Linked DNA regions of Sus scrofa: region 2 is linked to region 1. Evidence: chromatin contacts called from public HiChIP or PLAC-seq data. All regions are on one chromosome and are shown on one strand. Each heading gives the region's core, a stretch centred on a gene start, on an enhancer-like site or on the middle of the called end of the contact. The rest is flanking DNA. Distances are from core to core; before and after follow the strand shown.

Region 1 (6,943 bases), core at 721-3,220:
TCAGCCTTTTCTCCTCAGAATATTCCCTCAGCCTTCACTGCTCAGAATATTTCCTCTGCCCTGTCTCCTCAGAATATTCCCTCTGTCTTCTCTGCTCAGAACATTCCGTCAGCCTTTTCTCCTCAGAATATTCCCTCAACCTTCTCTGCTCAGAATATTCCCTCTGCCTTTTCTCCTCAAAATATTCCCTCTGCCCTCTCTCCTCAGAATGTTCCCTCAGCCTTCTCTGCTCAGACTATTCCCTCAGCCTTTTCTCCTCAGAATATTCCCTCTGCCTTCTCTCCTCAAAATATTCCTTCTGCCCTCTCTCCTCAGAATATTCCCTTAACCTTGTCTGCTCAGAATATTCCCTCTATCTTCTCTTCTTATACACATGTTCTCCAGAACATTCCCTTGGCCTTCTCTCCTCACACATGTGTTCTCCAGAAGAATTCCTTATCTTTGTTTCCTGGGCCTTTCACACGGTTACCTCATTGTTGTTTGCCCCTGCCCAATCCAAGTCCTTTTCTTTAAAGATAAAACCTGGGCACAGGGAAATGTGTGCTGTCTTCTATCTGTAATGTAAAGACTACATATTTATATATGTGTGTATAGACATAAACATCATCAGGGATGAGACACAAGTGGCTAATAACTGTGGCGACCTGTTTCAGAGCAGGAACAGACTAGGTTGATGGTCCAGGAGTAGGAGGGGCTTGTTTCTTGGATATGTCTGTGCTTTTTGATATCCGAACCCAGTGAATGCTTTTCCTATTTAAAATTTAAAAAGCGTGGATAATCTGGGAGTCCTGATTGCGAGTCGTGGAAAGAGGATGACTCATCTGGTTGATTCGGTACTCTGCCTTCTCCGGCCAGGTGGGCCCAGTTCCTCAGGTATGAGGTGGGATGACCCAAGCCCATTTACATGGCAGTGGGGACACCTGGAAACCCTCCCCTGGAGCTGGCGTGGGCCAGCACATAAAGGGTCTGTAGCCCACAGGGCTTCCTCCCACCTCCCTGACTCTCAAGTCTCCTAGCTCAGAAGTAACTTGAGATTTGCTGCCTTTCTAATCTCAGTTTACTTAGAGCTGGTGCTCAGCAGGCGCACCTGGGCCTCAAGTGTTGGTTTTCTGTGGTGAATCACCTCAATCTTACACCATGGGTCCCCCCCCCCCACCTCTTTCTTTTGAACTCCCCTATTTCGGGAAATTGAAACGCTCTGAGTGTCTGAGTTTTCCTGGAACAACTTTGTCTTTTCTTTTTTCAGACCTGTGGGACTTTATAGATCATTTCTTTTCTTTTTTTGTCTTTTTAGGGCCACACCCGCAGCATATGGAGGTTCCCAAGCCAGGGGTCGAATCGGAGCTGTAGCCGCCAGCCTCCACCACAGTCACAGCAGCTCGAGATCCGAGCTGTGTGTGTGACCTACACCACAGCTTGCGGTAACGCCCAGATCCTCAATCCACTGAGTGAAGCCAGGGATTGAATCCGTGTCTTCATGGATCCTAGTCGGTTCATTAACCATCGAGCCACGACGGGAACTCCCGATCATTTCTTTTCTAGTACTTTCCTTTGCCCAGTGCAAAGGAGCATGATTAGAATGGGTCAAACACCCTTTGAAAACACAAGTCCATGATTAGGTTTGCAGACAACCAAGGTCAGAGCAGAACGTGAGGAAAAAAATCAGGACATTTGGAGAAGCCAGTCCAGGTACTTTGTAATTGAGGAAGTGACCTGATGGGGTAGGTGACTTGCTTATGTTGGGCAGCTAACTAAGAAGCATCTACTGTGTGCCTCAAGCCATGTGCCATAGGAATGACAATATAGTTGAGGCCCAACCTCTCTTCCCAAAGCTTTCACTGTATTCTTAGGAAAACAAGACACACTTGATTGAAAAGATTAAGTAAGAGGAGATTTTGGTAACAGTTCAGCTCAGTCATAGACGGCAAGTCACAAAGTAGTTCATGACTAATTTTCATGTGACTGGTGGAAAGAGCAGTGGGTGTGAGCAGTGTTTTCTCAAGTCTGGAGAGGGCCTGGAAAGCTTCCTGGAGGAGGAGGCGGCAGGGGCGGCTCTCTTAGATCTGTATCTCAAAAGAGTAGGTGAAGTGCAGATGGACAAGTGGGAGGAAGATGAGAGTATCTCTAGTGGTGTCATGGCCGGGAGAATTGGGAAATGGCCTGATTTGAAGGTGAGTAGAGGGAGGTGAGAGAGGGGAGATGAGATTAGGGCAGATGCAGACTGCCTTCAATATGATAGATTGTGTGTGTGTGTGTGTGTGTAAAGCTTCAGAACAGGGATGGAAGGATGAGGGTCCAGGGTCTCATAGAGAACTCTTGTAAATCCGAGGAAGGCTTTGGCCCCTAGACATTTTCATCAAGGCATCTCTAGCCTGTCCTCCAGAAATGTCCCGAGGAGCCGAGAGGAAATCAGAAGCACGCTAGCCATACTCCCACCATTGTTCTGTTTGGACACTTTCTTAGGCCTTTAAAATGTATATTGATTCATTCTTTCAGTGGGTATTTATGAGTTCTTACTCTGCTCCAACAACTGTTCTAGAATGCTGCAGTGGCAGCAGGGGAAAAAATTAGGGTAAACTTCCTTGACATATGGGACTTCTATTCTAGGAAGGGGAAAGAGAGACAATATAGAATTGAGGTAGGAGTTCCCGTTGTGGCTCAGTGGTGAACGAACCTGACTAGGATCCATGAGGATGCAGGTTCAATTCCTGGCCTCACTCAGTGGGTTAAGGATCCGGCGTTGCCGTGAGCTGTGTTGTAGGTTACAGACAGGGCTGTGATCTGGCATTGCTATGGCTGTGGCATAGGTTGGCAGCTACAGCTTCGATTCAACCCCTAGCCTAGGAGCTTCCATATGCCACGGGTGCAGCCCCAAAAGACAAAAAATAAAAATTAAAAGTGCATTACTTTGACACTTCCTGCCTAGAAGGGGGGCACGACTAGGGAGCAAGAGCCTAACAGGTGCAAATCCCAGTTCCACCATTTTCTAGCTGTGTGACGCCAAGAGAGGAGTGGATTTCTTTGTGTCTCACTTTTGTCATCTCTGAACCCATTCCTAGGGTTTTTATGAGAATTAAGTGAGATAGGCCGTGTAAATACTTCCTGGCCCATAGCAAGCACTCATGAAGACTTAATATTATGCTAATACTTATTATCACATTATTATAAAAGCTTCCCCTGACCTCTGAGGCCAGAATAAAATGTCCCATCCTCTTTGCGTGATCCGTCCAGTAACACATTCTTGTTTTGCCTTGTTGTGCAAATATGGATGTAGCTTTCCCCTCACCAGAGAGTGAGGGCAAGAGACTAGGAAGTAGGTCTTAATATGTTTTTGAAATCCCTGGAGACGTGTGTCTTGTCCCAGAAGGTTTGCCAAATGGCATGGGTTCCCAGTGTCCCATTTCTATTGCAGCTGAATAGTCAGACCTGAAGCTGAGCCTCCTAGGACTGTGGGAAATGTCTGATGTTTCTAATGGTGCTGACTGGTTTGCCAAGCGTGTTCAAATTCACCTTTCACTCAGTCTTCAAAATCATCCTCTGTGGTCATTGGTTATTATCTCCATTTTATTTTTAAAATTTTTATTGATTGATTGATTTTTGTGTTTTTAGGGCTGCACCCATGGCATATGGAGGTTCCCAGGCTAGGGGTCCAATCGGAGCTGTAGCCACCGGCCCACACTACAGCCACAGCAACATGGGATCCAAGCCTTGTCTGGGACCTACACCACAGCTCACAGAAATGCCAGATCCTTAACTCACTGAACGAGCCAAGGATCAAACCTGTGTCCTCATGGATGTTAGCCAGGTTCGTTAACCACTGAGCCACGATGGAAACTCCTATTATCTCCATTTTATAGATAAGGGGACTGGGGCTCCTCAGATCAGAGTTAAGTAAGTTGCCCACTGACTCCAAGGGGGGAAGGTAACCACACAGGGGCCCCTGCCTGTTGCAGGCAGCCTTGGTGTGGAGGTTCAGAGTGACCATCCCCTCAAAGCCCCTGCATCGTTTCCCCTTTGCCCGTCTCCTCAGGAAGGGGTGGGGGAGGAGACCATGTAACTAGTAGACCTGTCTGCAGTTCTGCTTTTATCCTCTCTCCTCCAGGTCCTGTTACTTCCAAAAAAGCACATGATGGTGGGCTTGAGCTGAGCCAACAATCAGAATTGCTTAAATTCTGCTTCATTTCGGAGGCCTGGGCTGGGCTTGGGGGTGCACTGAGACAGTGGGAGGGCATGGTAGCTTTCGGCATTTGGAGCAGTTCCTGAGCGCAGATGTGCTGGAGGCGGGGTAGGGAACTGCACCTGGAGGTGGAGGAGGCCGGCATGGTGGCTTCACGGGGAGAGGAGCAGGCGTGAGGTGCGGGGTGCAGCTCAGAGCCACGTCCAGGATGCAGAAGGATGCTGGGGGCCGAAGCAGAGGCTGTTTGGGGAGGGGACACCGCCTGCCTTTCCAGGAGCCAACCAGGCCAGTGGTCCTTCTGGCGAAGGTGGGACTAAACCCGGGGCCCCAGGATGGACCGTAATCCCGATTTATCAAACTCTAGGGCTGTTCCTGAAGTGGAAGTCTTCCATTTAATTCAGATTATTGAGAAAGTACCCACCATGTCCCAGGAATATGAAGTCCAATAAGATAGGGATTCTGCCAAGAGGAGCTTATGTGCTTATGTGCTTTTCACCTATGCCCTCTTCTCCCTCCTGGGAACCTTGAACACCAGGGTGGCGATGCTTGTGGGCACATGGCAGCATTCAGATTCCCTGTGTCCTGGAGCTCAGGCTAGAATCTGGCCCTGACAGGTCAGCACAGCAGCACAGGCTGGGAGCTGGCAAAAATACCTGCTTGTGGAGCTGGGTTCTAAGCCTAATGTGGGGAGAGAAGTTCTTATTGGGCCTTTCTTAGTTGTGCTTCTTGCCCTCTAGGATTTTTTTTTTTTTTTTTTTTTTTTTTTTTTTTTTTTTTGCTTTTTTAGGGCTATGCTCATGACATCTGGAAGTTCCCAGGTCAGGGGTCAAATCAAAGCCAAAGCTGCCAGCCTACACCACAGCCACAGCAACACGAGATCTGAGTCATGTCTGTGACCTACACCACAGCTCATGGCACCCCTGGATCCCCGACCCACTGAGCAAGGCCAGGGATCGAACCTGTATCCTCATAGATACTAGTCGGATTTGTTTCCACTGTGCCACAACAGGAAGTCCCGCCCTCCAGGATTATTGTGGGAGCAAAGGAGTGGTCACAGGAGCATCTCTAGGGTGTGGGTGAGGAAGATCCCAGATAGAACAGCCACCAAGATAATGGCTCAGGCAGCCATCTCTCATTCAGACCAGTGCCCCTTTCTCTCTTCCTCCAGCCTGGCCAGTCTCTGCTACCATCCTCTGCCTGCCTACCTGGGTCATCTCAACCTCCAGCTCTTTGCTGTGTTTTTTCCAGTCTTCACGGCTTTCCTTTTCTTCCTGACCTTTCTCCGTCCTCAAGCTCCAAGGCTGAGATTCAGCCCTGCCTACTTCAGAAAGGCTTCCTAAACTCTCTCCGCCCAACACCCCCTCTCTTCTCTGTATGCCTCCTGGGTGGAGAGCCAGCAGCCCCCAGTTTAGCATTTACATGTTATGTAATGTGTTTTGAGCACCTGTCAGACACCAGGCAGCAGAGCAGAGACTAGGACTTTGGAGTCTGACTGGCCTGGGTGTGTGTTCTAGCTCTGATTCTTATGAAATATGCTTCGATTTCTTTGAGTCTCAGTTTCCTCATCTGAACTTGAGGATATAGTGCGTATTTCACAGGGCAGCTGTAAGGATCTGGTGAAATAATCGACACAATGCACTCAGCACACAGTTTCTGGCTCATAGTGAATGGCTAACGTGTGGCAGTCTCTGTTAACTCTTTGACATGTATTATCTTATTTAATCTACACCCTCGCTGTATAAGGTAGATATCATACCTCCACGGTCTCAGGATGGGTAGGTAGTGAGGCTGGCATTCAAGCCACGCTACTGACCGGTCTTGAGGCACCACTCTTCCTCCTGCTCCCTCTACTTCCCAAGTTCGGACTCCTTGTTTTCATGCTCTTTGGTGTTCTTCACTGTTTAGCCAGGAAGCTCAGCAATGTTTATTGAATGACTTTTCCTGGCTGATTTGGTGGGAACCAGGTTGGGGAGGAAGGTCAGGACATGGGCCCCCTTGAGCATTCATCCCCTTTCAGCTTGCCCATGGATCCAGTTTGCCCATAGATCCAGCTTGCCTATAGATCCCACCAGTGTACTACATACCATTCCAACACCAGGCAGTGCCCAGTGGCATGGTCCTGGTTACATCCAGCTAGACAGGAGGGAAACCAAATCATGTCCTAAGGGCAACTCAGCCAGTACCTTTTGATTAATATGTTTATTTTTATTTTATTATTTTTAATTTGTTATATTTTACTTTATTTTATTTATTATTTTTTATGACTTTTATTTTTTCCATTATGGTTGATTTACAGTATTTTATTTTATTTTATTTTTTGCCTTTTAAGGCCGCACCTGTGACATATGGAAGTTCCCAGGCTAGGGGTCGAATTGGAGCTACAGCTACTGGCCTACACCACAGCCACAGCAACGTGGCATCCAAGCTGTGTGTGCGACTTACACCACAGCTCACGGCAATGCCAGATCCTTAACCCACTGAGCGAGGCCAGGATCTAGATGCTAGTCAGGCTTGTTACCGCTGACCACAACCCTAACTTCCTAATTTTTTATTTTAAAATTTTTTTATTTTTAATTTTTTTTGTCTTTTGCCTGTTCTAGGGCCACTCCTGCGCATATGGAGGTTCCCAGGCTAGGGGTCTAATCGGAGCTGTAGCCGCCAGCTTACCCAGAGCCACAGCAACGTGGGATCTGAGCCACATCTGCAACCTACACCACAGCTCACAGCAATGCCGGATCCTTAACCCACTAAGCAAGGCCAGGGATC
Region 2 (6,719 bases), core at 1,503-4,002, 66 kb before region 1:
AACAAATTCAACTATTTAAAAATGAGCATTTATATATAGACTCTTGGAGTTCCCTTCGTGGCTCAGCTGTAATGAACCCTACTAGTAGCCATGAGGATGTGGGTTTGATCCCTGGCCCTGCTCAGTGGGTTAAAAGATCCAGGAATGCCATGAGCTGAGGTGTAGGTTGCAGACAAGGCTTGGATCTGGTGTTGCTGAGGCTGTGGCTTTGGCCGGCACCTACAGCTCCAATTTGCCCCTAGCCTAAAAAGACTTTATACACACACACACACACACACTTTTTCCTTTTGGAGAAATCTGGCTATAAGAACAATTTTTATATTCTATCCTAAGCATTTCCCCAGGCTGTTAAAAATTCTATTTAAATACCATTTTTAATGGCTGCATACTATTTTCTCAAGTAGATAAATGTATCTACTAAGCATTCATTATCTGTCACTAAGCACTAAGAGTTTTTTCCTAGTTTTTCATTAACTTAAAAAACAAAACACTGCCACGGACATACTTGACATAAGACTTTGTGTACCTTTCTGATTATGCCCTTGGCATGAAGTTATTGGGTTCAGGGTTATAAACATAACATTTTTACAGCTTCATTGAGATATCATTTTCAAAACATAAAACTCACCCATTGTAAGTGTATAATTCAGTGATTTTTTAATAAATTTATACAATCCTGCAATCATCCCCACAATCCAATTTTAGAACATGCTTGTCACCCCAAAACATTTCTTCATGTTCATTTACTGTCAAACTCACTCCCACTCCAGCCGCAAACAACCACTAACATAATTTCTGTCTCTATAGGTTTGCCTTTTCTGGACATTTCATGTAAACAGAATCATACAGTATGTACTCTCTGTCTACATGGCTGCTTTTTGTGATCCATACCGTTTTTGTGATCCAGTGATTTGTGGCATGAATTAGGACTTTGTTCCCCCCCCCCCATATTTTAGGACAGAACCTGCAGCATATGGAAGTTCCCAGGTTAGGGGTCAAATCAGAGCTGCAGCCACCCACATACACCACAGCAACAACAACACTGAATCTGAGCCACATCTGCAACCTACACCACAGCTTGAAGCAATGCTGGATCCTTAACCCACTGCGTGAGGCCAGGGATCAAACCTGCATCCTCACAGATACAATGTTGGGTTCTTAACTTGCTGAGCCACAATGGTAACTCCAGGACTTTGATCCTTTTTATTGCTGAGTAATGTCTCATTGTATGCATATACCACATTTTGGATTATTTCCAATTTTTGCCTATTAAGAATAATACTGCTATGAATATTTACCTTCAAGTCTCTGTGTGGACATGTGTTACCTATTTCTCTTAGGTGGATACCTAAGAATGAGTCATATGGTAAGTTTATATTTAACTTTTTAAGAAACCACCAAACTGTTTGCAGTGACTGTACCATTTTATATTCCCACTGGCAATGTATCAAGGTTACACTTTTCACATCCTTACCCACCCTTGTCATTTTGACTATAGCCATTCCAGTAGGTCTGCATCAGTATCTCTTTGTGGTTTGAATCCAAATTTTCTTAATGAATAATGATGCTGAACATTTTTTCACATGCTTACTCTGGAGAGATGTCTATTCAAATCTTTTGCTCATTTTTAAATTGAGTTATTTGTCTTCTTATGGTTCTTTATATAGTCTGGAAACAAGTCCTTCCTCAGATATATGATTTACAAATCATTTCTCCCAGTCTGGCTCTCGTCTTTCATATTTTTTAATGATGTTTGTTGGAGAGCAAAAGTTTTTAATTTTGATATAATCCATTTTATCTTTTTTGGATCATCTTTTTTTGTGTGTGACTTGTTTAACACAAGATCACAGAGATTTTCTCCTATGTTTCCCTCTAGAAGTTTTTTTGAACATTATTCAAAAACGATTTTTGTTTGTTTTTTCATTTTGAATATAATCCATGGCAATAGTTTAAAAATTAGAAAATATAGGGAGTTCCCGTCATGGCGCAGTGGTTAACGAATCTGACTAGGAACCATGAGGTTGAGGGTTCGGTCCCTGGCCTTGCTCAGTGGGTTAAGGATCCGGCGTTGCCGTGAGCTGTGGTGTAGGTCGCAGACTTGGCTCGGATCCCGCGTTGCTGTGGCTCTGGTGTAGGCTGGCGGCTACAGCTCCAATTAGACCCCTAGCCTGGGAACCTCCCATATGCCACAGGAGCGGCCCAAGAAATGGCAAAAAGACAAAAAAAAAATTAGAAAATATAGATGAGCAAAAGGAAGAAAACTCAGATCGCTTATGATCCCATTGTTGGAGAGAAGCCACCATGAATGTTTTGTTCCATATGGGTGTATTGGTTATCTATAGCTGCTTAACAAATATCCCCCAAACTTAGTAACTTAAAACACACATTTATAATCTCAAAGTTTCTGTGGATCAGAAACCTAGGAGAAATTTCCTGGGTGTCTTGCTTTGGGGATCCCTCACAAGGTTTCCATCAAGGTGTCAGTGGGACAGCTGTCGTCTCAAGGCTGATGCGGAGAGCATGTGATTCCAGGCTCACTCATGTGGCTATTGGCAGCTCTCAGGTCCTCAATAGCTGCTGGTTGGGGACATCAACTCTTTGCCACAGGAGTCTCCCTGTAGGGAAACTCGCAGCATGGCAGCCAGCTTCCCAGAAAGGAGGCGAAGGAGGGAGGGCATCCATACAGAAGACAGTCCATTTGTGACCTGGTCTTAGAAGTGACAGTCCATCTTTGGCTCCTTGTTCTATTCATAGAGCTGAATCACTCTCAAAGCGGAGAGATGACACAAGTGCATGAGTCCTAGGAGGTGGGGTCATTAGGAACCATCTTAGAAGGCTATGACAATGTCCACATTTGGTTTCTGTTTTACTTATGAATTAAGCCGTGAATCTTGACCTGTGGAACATGTAGAGGGGCTCCTTTCCAGATTCTAGATTCTACTGGGTCAGCATCTCCATGGGTGGGGACCTCTCCCCTCTATAAACCTATCTTTCAAAAACTCCATTGGTCACTCTGATGGAGCCAGGGTTGAGAGTCACTGGCAAATATAAATAAAAGTGGATGTTTATATATGGGGGCTGGGGTGTCGATATATGTGTATGTGAAGTGGATGTGACACACAACTGTGCATATTGCTTAGAAGTGTGTTTTCCCCCTCAAACAGGCTTGAATACAAATGTGCCTCGGCTCCCCGTGTGGGGCTGCCATGTCTGTCCCTCTGCTCTCTGGGAGCCACGCCTGAGGGGTGCTCCCCAGCAATTGCACCTGGCAATCACGACCTTCAGTTCTGGGGGCTTTGGGGGAGCTGTGAGGGTGGTAGGGGTGCTCAGCCTCCGTGTTTGGCCCCAGTGCAGCTCTGACATCAATCTGTCAGTGCAGAGGACACTTTTAGATGCAAGTCTGCTGGTGTGGGGACTTTAGGAGAACAGGAATCCCTGGCTGTGAAATTGCTGGCATTTCATGATGTGAGAGAAGATTTACAAGCTCCATGCTGTGCTAGGCTGTAAAACCAAGCCCAGTAGTTATGCAATCAAGCCTGTGGGGCAGGCAGAAGGCAAGGAGGTGGCAGGTGGAAACAGGGGAAGCCACCTCCTCACTGTGCCTGGGACCCCCCGGACCCAGTTACACACCTATGGGGGGCTCAGGTCAAGGTTCTTCCTCCAGCCATATCCGCCTTCTGGGGAGGATCTCCCGGTAGTGGTTAGGGAACACATGGGCCAGTAGTAGTAAGTGAGATGGTGGATTCAGAATGGAGAAGTTTCAAAGGTCCCCTTACCTGATGCTCCCTTAACAGGGTACCTTCCTTGCTAAGAGTCTGTTCTCCTGCTTGGCATTCAACCCTATGACCCATTCCAAAGGAGACACCCAGAATGTACTCTCCCATGATCCTATTTAATTTTTTGTACAATTAATAAACTTTTTGTCTTCCCCACTAAAATAAAAGCTCCCTGGCAGAAGGAATCTCAACTGTCTGGCCCTCAAAGTATTGCTGGGCTGCCATACGTATATGTTGGCAGAATAAATGAAAGAATAAATATTTGGATGCTTCCAGGGGTGGGGAACTCACCACAGCCCGTCCTGCAAAGCTCTTGGCCATTGGCTCTTCCTCAGCTGGCTGCCTTTATCTCCATGTGGCCTTCCTTCCTGTCTTCACTTGCAGGGCCCCTTCTGAATAAGTCCACTCCTCCTCCCCATCGGAGCCATCCAGGGATGTGAAAACAGTGGCTCCCTTCATGCTTTCCAGGATGAATGTCACTGTTTCTTTCAGCTTTCTTCCAGGTATCACCTGTGTCACCCTAGCTATCCTCCTCCAAAGGGCTCTAATGGGTCACAGACCCTCAACAAGCTAGGCTAACTCTTTCGAGACCCTTAGCAAGTCTTGACAGTTTGCCGATTTTGAAACCCTCTTCCCCCAACACTCTATCTATCTATCTATCTATCTATCTATCTATCTATCTATCTATCTATCTATCTATCTATCTATCTATCTATCTATGTTTTTAGGGCCGCACCCATGGCATTTGGAAGTTCCCAGGCTAGGGGCTGAATTCGGAGCTGCAGCTGCCGGCCTACCCCACAGCCACAGCCACACCAGCTCCGAGCCGCGTCTGCACCCTATACCAAGCTCATGGCAATGCTAGATCTTGAACCCACTGAATGAGGCCAGGGTTCAAACCTGCATCTTCATGGATACTCCTCAGGTTCGTTACCGCTGAGCCATGACAGGAACTCCCCCCAACAAATATTTAGATCTCTTCTTCACATGCAGAGTTTTTAGGTAGGAAATGAGTCAATCGATGTAACTGAGGATTGATGGTTTAAACCAGTTCCAACTCTGCTCCTTGCTCAATTTTTCCAATTATAAGCAGCTGCAAGTAGGGGCCCCCAGATTTGGGGGAGCGGCAAATGGCTCTACTGACTTTGCCCCCACCCCCAAGATTCTCTGGACCAAAGTGAGAGGTGTGGGACTGAAGGCAGGGTGAAAGGCATGGTGCCCCTGGACAGAGAAGGGGACCCGCTCTTTCTCTCCATCAAGGATAGTGCTTACTTGGTGGAGGGGCAGGGCACTGGGGGGCTTGGACCCTTAAGGAGCGGCTACCAATCAGATTTGACAGGGGGGAAGTTGCATTTGAAAACTGATGTACAATATTCATATTATTTTCATGCGTTAATCTGCAAGTCAAAGTTCAGCAGTTTTAATGCCTAGTAGGGAAAGAAAACAGAGTGCCCCAGGGTTTTGCGTGAGTGAGTTTCTGAAGGTCAGCAAACTGGCTGGGACTCTGCACCTGCTCAGCTCCCCCAAGCTTGGCGCAGCATCTCACACTGATGGCCCCCTGGTACATCCCTCCTGACTGCCCCTCCACCTACTGGCCGCAGGGGCTCTTTCAGCCACAGGGGCAGGACCCAAGCGCACAAGAGGACTGAGCCGAACTCTGCCTCCTTGGTGGGTCGCTCTGGGAACCCAGGAGGAAACCACGTGGAAACCACGTGGCTGGGCTTAATAACCCAGGCAGGGAAGGGCTGGAGTCTGCTGGGGCCACCTGGCCCACGTCAGCTGCTGCTCTGGCCTGTGCCCCTTGGTGGTGTTCAGCCCCTCAAGATGGGCCTGAGGCCTGAACCTGTGAATGTTAAAGTATTAAGATTTCTGGATGCTATTTTGCAGGTGCTCAAAAAGGAAGGGAGGAGCAAGGATACCTTAGATCCACTGTGCATTGATAATTTCTTTTTTCTTTTCCTTTTTGTCTTTTTAGGGCCACATCCGTGACATATGGAGGTTCCCAGGCTAGGGGTCTAATTGGAGCTACAGCTGCTGGCCTATGCCACAGCCAGAACCACACCAGATCCGAGCTGCATCTGCAACCTACACCACAGCTCATGGCAACACCAGATCCTTAACCCACTGAGCAAGGCCAGGGATTGAACCTGCAACTGCATGTTCCTAGTCGGATCCGTTTCTGCTGCGCCATGATAGGACCTCCGATGGTCTCATTCATTCATTCATTCATCCAACATCCATCCATCCTTCAGTTAGCACGTGTTCAGGGCCAACGGCAACTTTCTTTTCCATCCTCCCCTCTTCCAGCAGCCCCCACTTTCCGTCTCTTAGGGATTTGTAAAAGTTTCTAAATAAAACATTCAACACTAAAACTAACTGCCCAGGAAAAGCCAATATGTATATATGCTATTTAATTTTCAAAAAAAAAAAAACATTTTTGCAATAAAAATACCAACATTTTTGGGAAAAAGTACACATTCCCATTCCATCTCCAGTCTAATAAACTGTCCCCAAGTCATGTCTCATGGCAAATTTCTACACTTCCATATCATTCTGAAAATCATCCTGGTTTGACATATTTTACAGGGGAGGGTTGAGGGGACTGGTGGCTTGGACAACAGCTTCATCAGAGAAAAGGAACAGAATGGGTTTCATCATCTGTGAAACCCTGGTTGGGCTGCTGGGGCTCGGACAACTCTCAATGTCCCTTAGAAAGAAAAGGTGACTTAAAACCTCAGACTGTCACACAGCAAATACACAGAAACAAAACCTTAGGAGATTGGCTGTTGAGGGCCTGTTGAAATTGGGATCTGCCCTCCATGAAAGAGAGAAGCCCTATTCTGGGCTCATGACCAGGGGACTCTGTGAGGTGCCCTGGTAGATGAAACACTAGATTTGGGGAGTGGATTAGGATGTTTCTGCCACCAGTGAATTCTCTGACAT

Evidence for each region. HiChIP or PLAC-seq counts read pairs in DNA pulled down with a chosen protein or histone mark.
Region 2: a contact with region 1 is called in an H3K27ac HiChIP or PLAC-seq map of alveolar macrophages. The contact joins two enhancer-like sites. A contact is called at or near these places in 2 of 47 Hi-C or Micro-C datasets (embryonic fibroblasts and liver) and 2 of 2 datasets of contacts at active chromatin or transcription factors (alveolar macrophages and skeletal muscle).

What each region holds. Positions count from the first base shown.
Region 1 is chr2:47,274,783-47,281,725 of Sscrofa11.1, reverse strand. The region is part of intron 1 of MICAL2 (F-actin-methionine sulfoxide oxidase MICAL2); the gene reads left to right. Among named protein-coding and RNA genes, the nearest start is that of MICAL2, 24 kb to the left of the region's middle. Within about 2 kb of position 1,970, at least 9 of the 83 cell types and tissues checked have an H3K27ac peak or open chromatin away from gene starts, as enhancers often do. A contact at or near this core is called in alveolar macrophages, where this site is marked.
Region 2 is chr2:47,341,379-47,348,097 of Sscrofa11.1, reverse strand. No RefSeq gene overlaps it. Among named protein-coding and RNA genes, the nearest start is that of DKK3, 42 kb to the left of the region's middle. Within about 2 kb of position 2,752, at least 7 of the 83 cell types and tissues checked have an H3K27ac peak or open chromatin away from gene starts, as enhancers often do. A contact at or near this core is called in alveolar macrophages, where this site is marked.